2 separate regions of the Anas platyrhynchos genome follow, and region 2 is linked to region 1. A link is a contact called in public Hi-C data. All regions are on one chromosome and are shown on one strand. The core of a region is the stretch at or near the end of the contact, and the rest is flanking DNA. Distances in the headings are between cores, read along the strand shown.

Evidence for each region. A called contact is a pair of places that touch in the nucleus more often than the background predicts.
Region 2: a contact with region 1 is called in a Hi-C map of liver, with 2.3 times the contacts expected there. The contact joins two enhancer-like sites. A contact is called at or near these places in 2 of 8 Hi-C or Micro-C datasets (liver and subcutaneous adipose tissue).

The regions. Positions count from the first base shown.
Region 1 is chr3:110,356,198-110,361,408 of IASCAAS_PekinDuck_T2T, reverse strand. No RefSeq gene overlaps it. Among named protein-coding and RNA genes, the nearest start is that of TTC32, 120 kb to the left of the region's middle. Within about 2 kb of position 2,843, at least 2 of the 8 cell types and tissues checked have an H3K27ac peak or open chromatin away from gene starts, as enhancers often do.
Region 2 is chr3:110,428,339-110,433,549 of IASCAAS_PekinDuck_T2T, reverse strand. No RefSeq gene overlaps it. Among named protein-coding and RNA genes, the nearest start is that of TTC32, 43 kb to the left of the region's middle. Within about 2 kb of position 2,224, at least 3 of the 8 cell types and tissues checked have an H3K27ac peak or open chromatin away from gene starts, as enhancers often do.

The sequences.
Region 1 (5,211 bases), core at 1,594-4,093:
GCAATCATATTCTATTAATGTGGGAGTGAGGTTTGTGACTTGGCCATTGAAAAGGCTCAGAAGTCTTCCAGATGCAGGAATCAGTTTTGGAAATCTACTGAGCTGTTTCCTAAGTATGTCTCTTTGCTTATCTGGGGGGAGGAGTTGGGGGGGAACAACAAGACATAGGCTTTGTGCATGTATGTTATGAATGTGATAGCGCTGGGATTTCTCCCACTGTAAATTACACCTTCTTCCCTAATTCCATGGCATTTCCCTTATCTTAGCTATTTCTTAAGGCTCTCATGAGCCTTGAAACAATGTCCCCCAGACTTGTACCTGATATTGGCTTCTGCAAAATCTGAGAGATTTCTCCTATGCCCACTTCCATCATGTACTTTCCAAATACTGAATGTGACTTCCAGAGAGCTGTGTTATGTGCCACTTAAATAAACTCTGTTCTTTCCATTCAACTCTGGTAACTTGATACTGCACAATAAATGCTAATAAGTTTCCTGCAGAGTAGTGCTCTTAAGACAGCTTATTTTTCATCCCTCCTTTCATGTTGTGCCCTTATTGATGACTCAGTCCATACCACAAGTGTTCTTAAAGAAGATAAAATGTAAATAAAAGTGAAAGATGCAGGTCTGATAAAGCACTCAGAAGGATACAGGAAATGCTTCCTAAAGAACATTTTTTCCTCCATCAAAAGTTTTCCCATTTTAAGCTGTAGTTAATAGCTACTACTATTTGTAGGAAGATAAGGAAAAATGTATTAAATGATTAACAGCCAATTAATAATTTGGTCTAGTGTAAATCAAGGACATGTGACTTTACTGACCATGTTAGAAGTTAGAAATTGGTTTGTTTTCTAATGATAAAACATTTTCCTAGACATATTCCTTGTGGGTGAAATTCATTCACTGTACTGCAGAAGGAGAAGGCCTGAATGACTCTTGAGAATATCTCCCTGTGGACAATCAGGAGTGAAAAGTGCAGGAGGATGTTGGCCAACACAGAGAAACTCTGCAGACGCAAATGTGCAGTGACTGCCTGACTTGCCTGCATGTACAGGATGCTTCAAAGATGAGGTCCTGTTCCTTGTGTGGTCCATAATAAACAAGGGCATCTGAGGCTTTCCTTGACCACATCACGTCTTCTCCCTTCTTCTCATGTAGCTCCTGTGTGCAGCCTATGGAGAGGAGGGAGCAGCTAAAGGGGTCACCTGCACAGCAAGAGAAGTGGGTGCAGAAGTGGAAGCGCTGCCCTCTGGGTTGGAAAGCGGGGGCAGCTGGGGTCTGCAGGAAACACCGGGCGTGCTGCCCTGCGGCGAGAGGTGTTTGATGTTGGTTCATCATTGTGTTGGGTTGAGCGTGGAAGTGCTGGAGGGCCGTGCACCCAGGGAGCAGGGAGAACAGTAGATGGTGCCTGCCCTGAAAGGCTTCCAGCACTAATTCTTTAATGCAAAGAACAACACAGCTGGGCCTTTTTTAATGCTTGATGAGGAAGGCGAGCACATCTCTCTCTGCAGCCTGCTTGCCTCACACGAAAGACAACAGGAAGGAAGTGCTCTGCTTTTAAAAGTTTGTTTTAGTCTCACGTTTTGAAAGAGCAGGTCACTTCAAAGTCCCGCTGCAATATTACCACATGCCATCTGCTCGTTACAAATGTGCAAGGGAAGTTATTGGTGCTTCTGCCTTATTTCTGTGATCCAAATGTATATATGTGGCAATTATTTATTTTATTTTTAAACAGGCATGTTCAGTTGTCTCCCACTTTTCCATGCTTCATACATTGAACATCTTCTTGGGCTGTCGGTTCTTGGGGTAGGAGACCACATGTGCCTGCACTGCTCTGCTCTTGTGTGTGTTCAGATGTAACAGCACCACTGTGTCCATGAGAAAATCCAGGGAGGGCAATTGTCAGGTTCCATGTGGTGCAAATGTGTTTTCTGTTCAAGCAGGCTAAATCCAGTGGCTGATATCATGCAGTTTTCCTGCCAGTTGTAAGCCATAATGCAGCTCAGGGCAGTGGCCCTTGTTGTGCTGTTTCCAGAGCTGATGGCAGGAAGACCATTGGATTGCCCTTCTGCGTATCCCAGGCCATACACGTATCCAATGCTCTTTTAGCAACCTTTTTTAGATAAAGTCTTTAAATCTTCAGCCACTTCAGTCCCATTAAAGCTTCTCATTAGAGCTGAGAGGAGCAAAGTTTTTGTTCCTGCTGTTATCTCCTGGGGTTTTGCTCAACTTCAGGTGTCTAGTCTGTCAGTTAATCGGATTGTATCTACAGTCAGTGCAGAGATATCTGCACCTTTAAGGGGCAATTTTCCCCATTATTTGGGACCTACAGTAGGATGGGTGGGACATGACAGTCTGTCTCTGTTATAGAAGGAGGTTAACTGAAAAGCTTAGATTTTATTGTCAAATTTTATAGTGCTAAAGGTGGCACGAACCCCACTTTTAAACCCTCACAGTCAGAGTTCTCATTTTGTGAACACTGGATAATAATAAAACCTCTGAGAGAATCCTCCTACTAGGCTAATGGAGCATGATCTCAATCGGAGTCTTAAAAATGCTTCCTTTATAGAAACAGTAACTGATCGCAGTGGGGTTATTCCTGATTTATGCCAGTGTAAGGGAAGGACTGGTTCTCAGGTTTCCTATTGCATTCAAGCTAGCTAATTTTTCTCAGGGCACATTCATACCAATTTAGAGCTGAATGCTTTACTCATTTGTATGATGTATACATTTATTTTTAAATAGTACTTGTTAAAAATAAACTTTTCATCAGCGAACAGTCCAGGGTGGACAGATGACTCACATGTGCTACTGGGAATGGGATGAATCAGCAACACCGTTTGATTCGTAGCACAGTCCCAGATCGAGCAGCTGTGTTTGGAGGGACTGGACATGCTCCATCTTTCAGCTCATTGCAGACTTGTCCCCAGCATGACTGGCTTCCTCAGTTGGCAAACAGAGCGGTGGGGCTTGCTGCCTTGTGAGGTGCAGAAGGACAAACACCCAGGCCAGCCCTGGATGCACTTTAAGCTCTCTCTGATATCAACGCTTGCTTCTCAAGGCAAATTGATATGTCCTAGCAATGCTGGGTTACCAGTCTCTCTTCAGCTTTAGAGTGAATTTATATGATGCATGACACCCCATCAAGCTCTACACTTATTTGGGAGCTCTAAAACTACATGAGAACTGCTCCTGGGGCAGGTAGCCTCTCCCATCAGCAGGGCATCCCTTGGCTACAGGCAGCACTGACATGGCCACCTCACAAGTAGCCTTGGGGCTGGCCAGACTGGGTCTAGCTCAAGCTTCTCAGTGCTGTGCTTCTGCACAATGCCAACCCACAGGAACCCAGGGGAAATGGGGTGAAGGTGTGAGGGCTCAGCTTCTGTTTTGCACTGTGTTTGGTGGTGGCCTGGACATTGACTTTGCATGACCTCCACTATCACACCTGCACCTTGTCTGAAGCTGGTCATACCTAACTGTGAGGAGAGATCAGCTTTTCACTTCCCCAAATTTCTTGGGCATTTCCAGGAGACAAAGAGTTCCAAAACATGTTGTGGCCATGATCACAGCATTATTACTGAACATTTACAGTTATATTGAGTCTACAGATATATATATTTATGCCCTCCTTTTAGCTCAGCTTTATGTTTTTCAGGGCTTAAAGCTGCAGGCCATTTTTTATTTTTGTTATTGAGAGCAGATGTACCCAATTCCAATCATATTCTACTGAAGAATGTCAGGGTTGTGAGAGGTCGGCTGGTGAATGCCTTTCAATCTCCATTATTATTTCCTCTACTCAATTGCCGCAGCAGGGAGACTACAGACATTTAATAGAGACCTTCAAAACATTCAGGTATATTACAGATCAAAACGTTCCTTACACTCTTTCAGTGGCCTTCTTCCACTCTTGAAAACATCTCTGTTTATGCTGTTGCTTTAGCCTGGGACTAGAATCACAGAGCTGAGCTTTGTCCAAATGCACCAACTATGGACACTGGGGAGACGCTATCTTGGTTTATAGTGTCATCTAACTCACAACTCAACCGCTTTTGGGAAGGTGTGAGCAGGCACACTGCTGTGGTATGTCCATAGGCACACACAGTCTCTCTACCTGGTCTTTGCCTTGCTCACTGGCCCACATCAATCTCTTCATCTTTGGGTTAGAGAACTCACTGCAGCCTTAAATGGGAGGTGCCAAAAATGTGGTCAGATAGTTTATAAAGATGCTTTCTTTCTGAAATATCAGCCTGGCAATCACTAAAGAGAAAGGGAACAGTGCTGGATGGGGAAGGGGACAAAGAAAAGCCCTGTACATAAGCCCAACTCAGAAATGCAGCCTCAGTTTCCCCTGCTGTGCTCAGAAGTGATTCGGGATGTATTCAGGTCTGTCACAGGCCCAGTGGAAACACCCACGCTGAAAACCAGAAAAGTCCAATTTTAGAGCTATGACAGGTTCTTCCCTTTCCTTCTGGGGCCTTGGAAGGAGGATTATGGAGGAACGTGTGATTAATGCCCTCTCTCTGGGAGGAAGAAAACATGATTGTGCATTCTTTCCTAGTCCCGTCCATCATCTTCAGTGGTGCTCATGGGGAAGCTTATTCCTTCACATGCAACATTTGCAGAACTAATTTCCAAAGAAAAGGAGTGGTTTTAAATAAAGCAAACATCGTTTTGCAATTATCTCCAGTGCTTTAATGTTTACTGATTTTCTCACTCAGCCACCGATTTTTTTTCTCTCTCTCCACAGAGCAACTTTTTATACATCTGTTCTTTTTTCCTGTGGGACTTTTTACACTGAAAGTGCTCAGTGGGTAAACGGCTGTCCTCATGATCTAAAAGTAGGGAGTTGGAAGTGTAATTGGGATAATTTAATGAATCTGTGGGCTTTGCTACCACGTCTTGTCCTTTTCCAGTCAGGCCCTCTGTCTCTGCTGAGTGCTGCAAAATCTAAATGTTTCTTCTTTTGATTTCCTGAGTTTCTAACTGAAACAAAAAACAGGCACGGAATGAAACTCAAAAACATTTCCAGTTTGGAAAGGAGATGTACGTAAATGCAATATCCTGGGACAGGAGGCTTCTAGTGTTCAAGAGCACTAACAGTCTTGAAGGCAGGACTGCCAACTGGCTTTAGTGCCTTGGGCGTGAGGGCAGGCCTGCGTACTTTCTCTCCAAATCAGTGGTTTTAAGGGGACTGTTAGAAAGCACCACTATT
Region 2 (5,211 bases), core at 975-3,474, 73 kb before region 1:
CCTTAAAAAACACAGCTCCTGGAGTTAAGATGAATGCATAAGAACCTCAGCTTTCATTTGAAAAATAACATAAAATAACATATTCTGAGCCTTCCTGTTGTGAAAATGTTTAGAAGTGGACCCCAGTGGTTAAAACCCCTGAAAGTAAATGCAACCAACCCCAAATGTGTTATTAAAATCATATCTCATGGTGTGATTTTTATTTAAAGACAAGCTCATGACTATGGGAACCTGTCTGTAACATTTGGATGGCTCAAGCTGGCAATGTAAGAGGCTCTGTTCCTGTTCAAGTGCTGGGCTTTTGTACTTTTGATGCTAAAATTCCCATGCTTGATTCCCAATGACAAATATAGTGCTGATCTGTGTGCTGCTAGGGATTTGTCTCATCCTCAGCCAACAGCCTCAGGCCAGCCTGTGGATCTGAAATCCAGGTATGTTGCACTTAGTTAAGAACAACTCTGCTTTAGTTCACTTGCTTGGAAGAAAGATCAGACCTGTGCAGGTGCTAAGTGAATTCCTCCCTGGTTACATCTGCATGGTTCAGAGAGACCTTAGCTCCTCTGCTCTCAGCTCCAGAAGCCACACAACAATGAGCTCTGGTTAATATATCCTGCTTTTCAGCATGGTAGTTAGTTTGGGCACTCTGCTGCACTAATACATTTATACAACTTCCTGACGGGAGCTGGGTTGCAGCTTGAAATTTGGGGTACAGCACACTGGCCTGTCCACACCACTATAAGTAGACTTATCTTAACAGAACTTTGGGAATTGCTTCTTTGTGGGAAACTGCCAAAGGGAGGCCCTTTGCAACCAAAGCTGAAGGCTGTACTTTCTTGTGCTTTGTTTCTGCAATTTTTTGAGAACTGTCATGTTCATACCTGTTCAAAAATGGAACATCCGTGGCTGAATTTACAGGTTATATGTTGGGTTTTTTAATATACACCCATGCATGTATCTATATGGTCTCTCTTACCTGGGCTAGGCTTCATAGAGATCACAGTCCTTCCATCAGAAATTGGCACTTAGAGCAACTTCAGCACTGGCCTGATGATGCTTACTGCCACAGCTCCTGATATTCTTCATCTTGCTGTCTTTTTCCGTCCTTTTCCTCTGTGGGTTGAGCCAACACCTGTGGTCCCATATGGGCAACTTTGGCAGCTGCAGGGGATGGATAACAAGCTCTGGAATATATTTTTCCAACTGTGTCATCTGGCTTATAGGAGAACTCTGGCTTAGCTGTACTGCCAGTACTGGAACGACTCTGGAGCTGTCTCCTAGTCAAACGGTTGTAGAGCTGGCTGGCTTGCTTTGTTTTCCTGGACAGTGTATTGTCTTTTTTTTCTTCTTTTTTTTTTTTTCTTTTTTATTTTTTTTTCTTAAATATGTATGTATATATATATATATTATTCCCTTTTCACTGTGAGAAATGTGGTCCATATAAAACATCTGACATTAAAGTCTTGTTTTAAATTCCTTCTGCAATCTGTGTGTTAGGTCTATCAAGATAAAAGAAAGTATTTTTTCCAGTGTCCATGTATGTTCGCATTATAGCTGGGAAGGGTATTCTAGGAACTACCTATGTCTCTGTGAACATCCAAATCTGAGCTCTAAGAATGAAAGTAGGCTGCCTCACTTGCAAAACCACAGCTGTGGTTAATGACTGTAATGGAGATGAAACAGCACATTTTCTTGTGAACATTAATAACTCCCGTGCACATTGTCCACATTTTGCAACCACATTTTCAAACCACTGCATGTTTTTGAGAGGAAAACTGCTTGAGGGAAGCCTCTCTTGCTACCAAATGCTCTGCACTCCATTTAAAGAGTAGAAATACAACAGAATTGGTGGCCTGGTACTAGAAAATCAACAATCAAATAAACCAACTAACTGCTATTGATCTCAATTTCCCCAAAAATGGTATTGGACTTCAGCATTCCTCAGACTGAAGGGAATGAAGAGTTCATTTTTGAGTTCTTGCCATGGTGCATATGTCAGTATTTGCCACTGACTTTCCCTCAACACAGCCATCTGCAGCCGTCCCGAACAAAATCATGTGCAGCATTGTGTTTAATGTTCCTGAAAGAAAAGGGAACATGTAATAATTATTTTAAAATAAACACCAAAGGGACAAGTACTGTGTTCTTTGGCTTAATTCGTACACGGATGAAATCATTTCTCTACACGGGCCTGCCAATGTCTTGTTGCAAAGTCTGAGCCTCGGAGGAGGCCTGTGATCACTGAATGAAGTGTCGGCCATGCCTCCCTCCTCCCCCCTCTGCCTCAGCTCAGCGAGCTGTAAACCACAGCCACCACAGCACGATGACCACGGCTAAGAGGCATGAAATATCAGCTCCATCGAGAAATATAGCATGGGCAATAAAGGCAAGAGGGCTGGCTTCAGCTGCCCCCGTGCTGGGTGCAGCCCTGCCTCCATTTTGACATGCAGTCATGGTGGTGTGAGTCCACATGCCACTGCTGGGCTGTTCACAGTCAGGAAACGCTGCTGCTTTGGCTACGTGGCTCTAACATGTGTGGGGAACCTGCTGCTCCCCAAGGGGAGCCTGGGGGTGTGTGGGTGCTCCGTGGGTCTTTTGCAAGCCGGTGGAGTGAGGCACAGCCCATGCCGCGTGGTGCTTCGGCTGCTGGCATGGACAACATTTGCCAAATGTGTGGGTGGAAAATCTGTGTGTGTATGTGTGTCAGTTTTCTTTAATCTTCTTCTTCTTCTCTCTCTCTCTCTTTTTTTTTTTTTCCTCTTCCACTTCTCTCTCTCTTCCTTTCTTTCTCCTTTCTACCCTCCTTCCCTTCATCCCTCCCTCCATCCCTCTTTCCCTCCCTCTCTTTCTCCCTTCTTCCCTTCCTCCCTCCCTCTTCTGTTAGTACTTTTTTATTTCTTGTCTCTTTCTTCTGTCTATATTTCTCCCCTCACCTTCCTCCCCACTTCCCATCCTTCCTCACTTTTATGCGGCCTCCCCTGTGCACCCAGTGAGATCCCCAAAAGCCCCCAGGGGAAGGTGCTCTCAGTCACAGCACACCTGAGACACACCTGAGACTCTCAGTCTGTCACCACTCCATGGCAGGTCCCCAGGACAGCCCGGCAGCTGCCCCAGTCCAACCAGGTGACCATGGCTGTTCTTTCCTTCTTGTCCATGCCACTGTGGCCACCACAGTGGAGTGGTGGTGGTATGGAGAAAAGGGCCCAAGGTGGGTACGCAGCACAGACAATGCTGAAGGTCACATAAGACTGTCTGGCTCTCAGCCCACACAAGAAGGAGCCATTAGGCAGAACGTAGAAAGACGCTATGTCTGTGCGTTACCATCACCATCTGAAGTTTGGCATGGAGAATTCCAGGATAATGTCTGGCTCATGTGTATTTGAAATGTATTTTTTTAAAGCTGATTGACACAGGAAAAAATGGCATTTGTGAATGTACTTGTGCACAGTTGCAAGAGTCCAGACATGATGACCTCTGTAGTGTCCTTTCCAGGCCTGTACTCCTGTGCTGCCAACATGTGGGGACAGAGGATCAGGGCATCTACCACCTCTTGGCAGTCACTGTCCAGTTTAATTTTTAATTACCTCCGAGGCCAATCTCAAAATATTACAAATGCCCTCAGCAGGAGTTGTGTCAGCCTGTATTCAAAGATCACTGTGAAAGCTCAAACTTTGCTTTGGCATTCATTCTGAGGAACATTTTAAAATTTTAGTATAACTTAGGTACTCACTTATGTTGTTTCCTATTTCTTTCTTTCTTTCTTGTCTTTCTTTTTTTTTTTTGTTTTCTTTTTCTTTCTTTCTTTCTTTCTTTCTTTCTTTCTTTCTTTCTTTCTTTCTTTCTTTCTTTCTTTCTTTCTTTCTTTCTTTCTTTCTTTCTTTCTTTCTTTCTTTCATCTTTCTTTCTTTCATCTTTCTTTTTTTTTCATTTTCTTTCTTCTCTTCTCTTCTCTTCTCTTCTCTTCTCTTCTCTTCTCTTCTCTTCTCTTCTCTTCTCTTCTCTTCTCTTCTCTTCTCTTCTCTTCTCTTCTCTTCTCTTCTCTTCTCTTCTCTTCTCTTTTCTCTTCTCCTTCTTTTCTTCTTTTCTTTTCTTTTCTTTTCTTTTCTTTTCTTTTCTTTTCTTTTCTTTTCTTTTCTTTTCTTTTCTTTTCTTTTCTTTTCTTTTCTTTTCTTTTCTTTTCTTTTCTTTTCTTTTCTTTTCTTTTCTTTTCTTTTCTTTTCTTTTCTTTTCTTTTCTTTTCTTTTCTTTTCTTTTCTTTTCTTTTCTTTTCTTTTCTTTTCTTTTCTTTCCAAATCATTATTTGAATTCTTTGAAATGGTCACCATCTTGACAAAGAAAAGATGATACACATACTGTTTATCTATTGTTTATAGTAATCAGCAAAATCTTCTCCCATGCGGGGGACCCATGTAAAACTACATAATCTCCACAAAACAATAATTTAGAGCAGTACGCGTTGTCTTGTCTGTCTGCGCAAGGTCAACCTTCCCCTGGCTACCTACCCTACTTTCCCCTGTTGAGAGCAGCCCTGAGGAGAAGGACCTGGGGGTGGTGGTTGATGGGAAGCTCAACATGGGCCAGCAATGTGCACTTGCAGCCCAGAAAGCCAACCATATCCTGGGCTGCATCAAAAGCAGCGTGGCTAGCAGGGCAAGGTAGGTGATTGTTCCCCTCTGTTCTGCTCTTGTGAGACCCCACCTGGAGCCCTGCGTTCAGCTCTGGGACCCCCAGCGCAAGAAGGAAATGGACCTATTATGGTGAGTCCAGAGGAGGCCATGAGGATGATCAGAGGGGTTGGTGCACTTCTCTGAAGACAGACTCCCTCAGGTGGGGTTGTTCAGCCTGGAGAAGACCCAAAGAAGATCTTACAGCGACCTTCCAGTAGGGGGGCCTACAGGAAAGCTGTGAGGGACTCTGTGTCCAGGAGTCTGGTGATAGGACAAGGGCTCTAAACTAAAATAGGGTAGGTTTAGATTATATATAAGGAGGAAGTTCTTTACTATGAGGGTGGTGAGGCACTGGAACAAGTTGCCCAGAGAAGCTTTTGATGCCCCATCCCTGAAGTGTTCAAGGCCAGGCTAGGCAGGGCTTTGGGCAACTTGGTCTGGTGGGAGGAGTCCCTGCCCAGGGCAGGGGGTTTGCAATGAGATGATCGTTAAGGTCCCTTTTCTATGATTCTATCTGCGTCATTGCTTTAGTGCAGAACCAGAACAA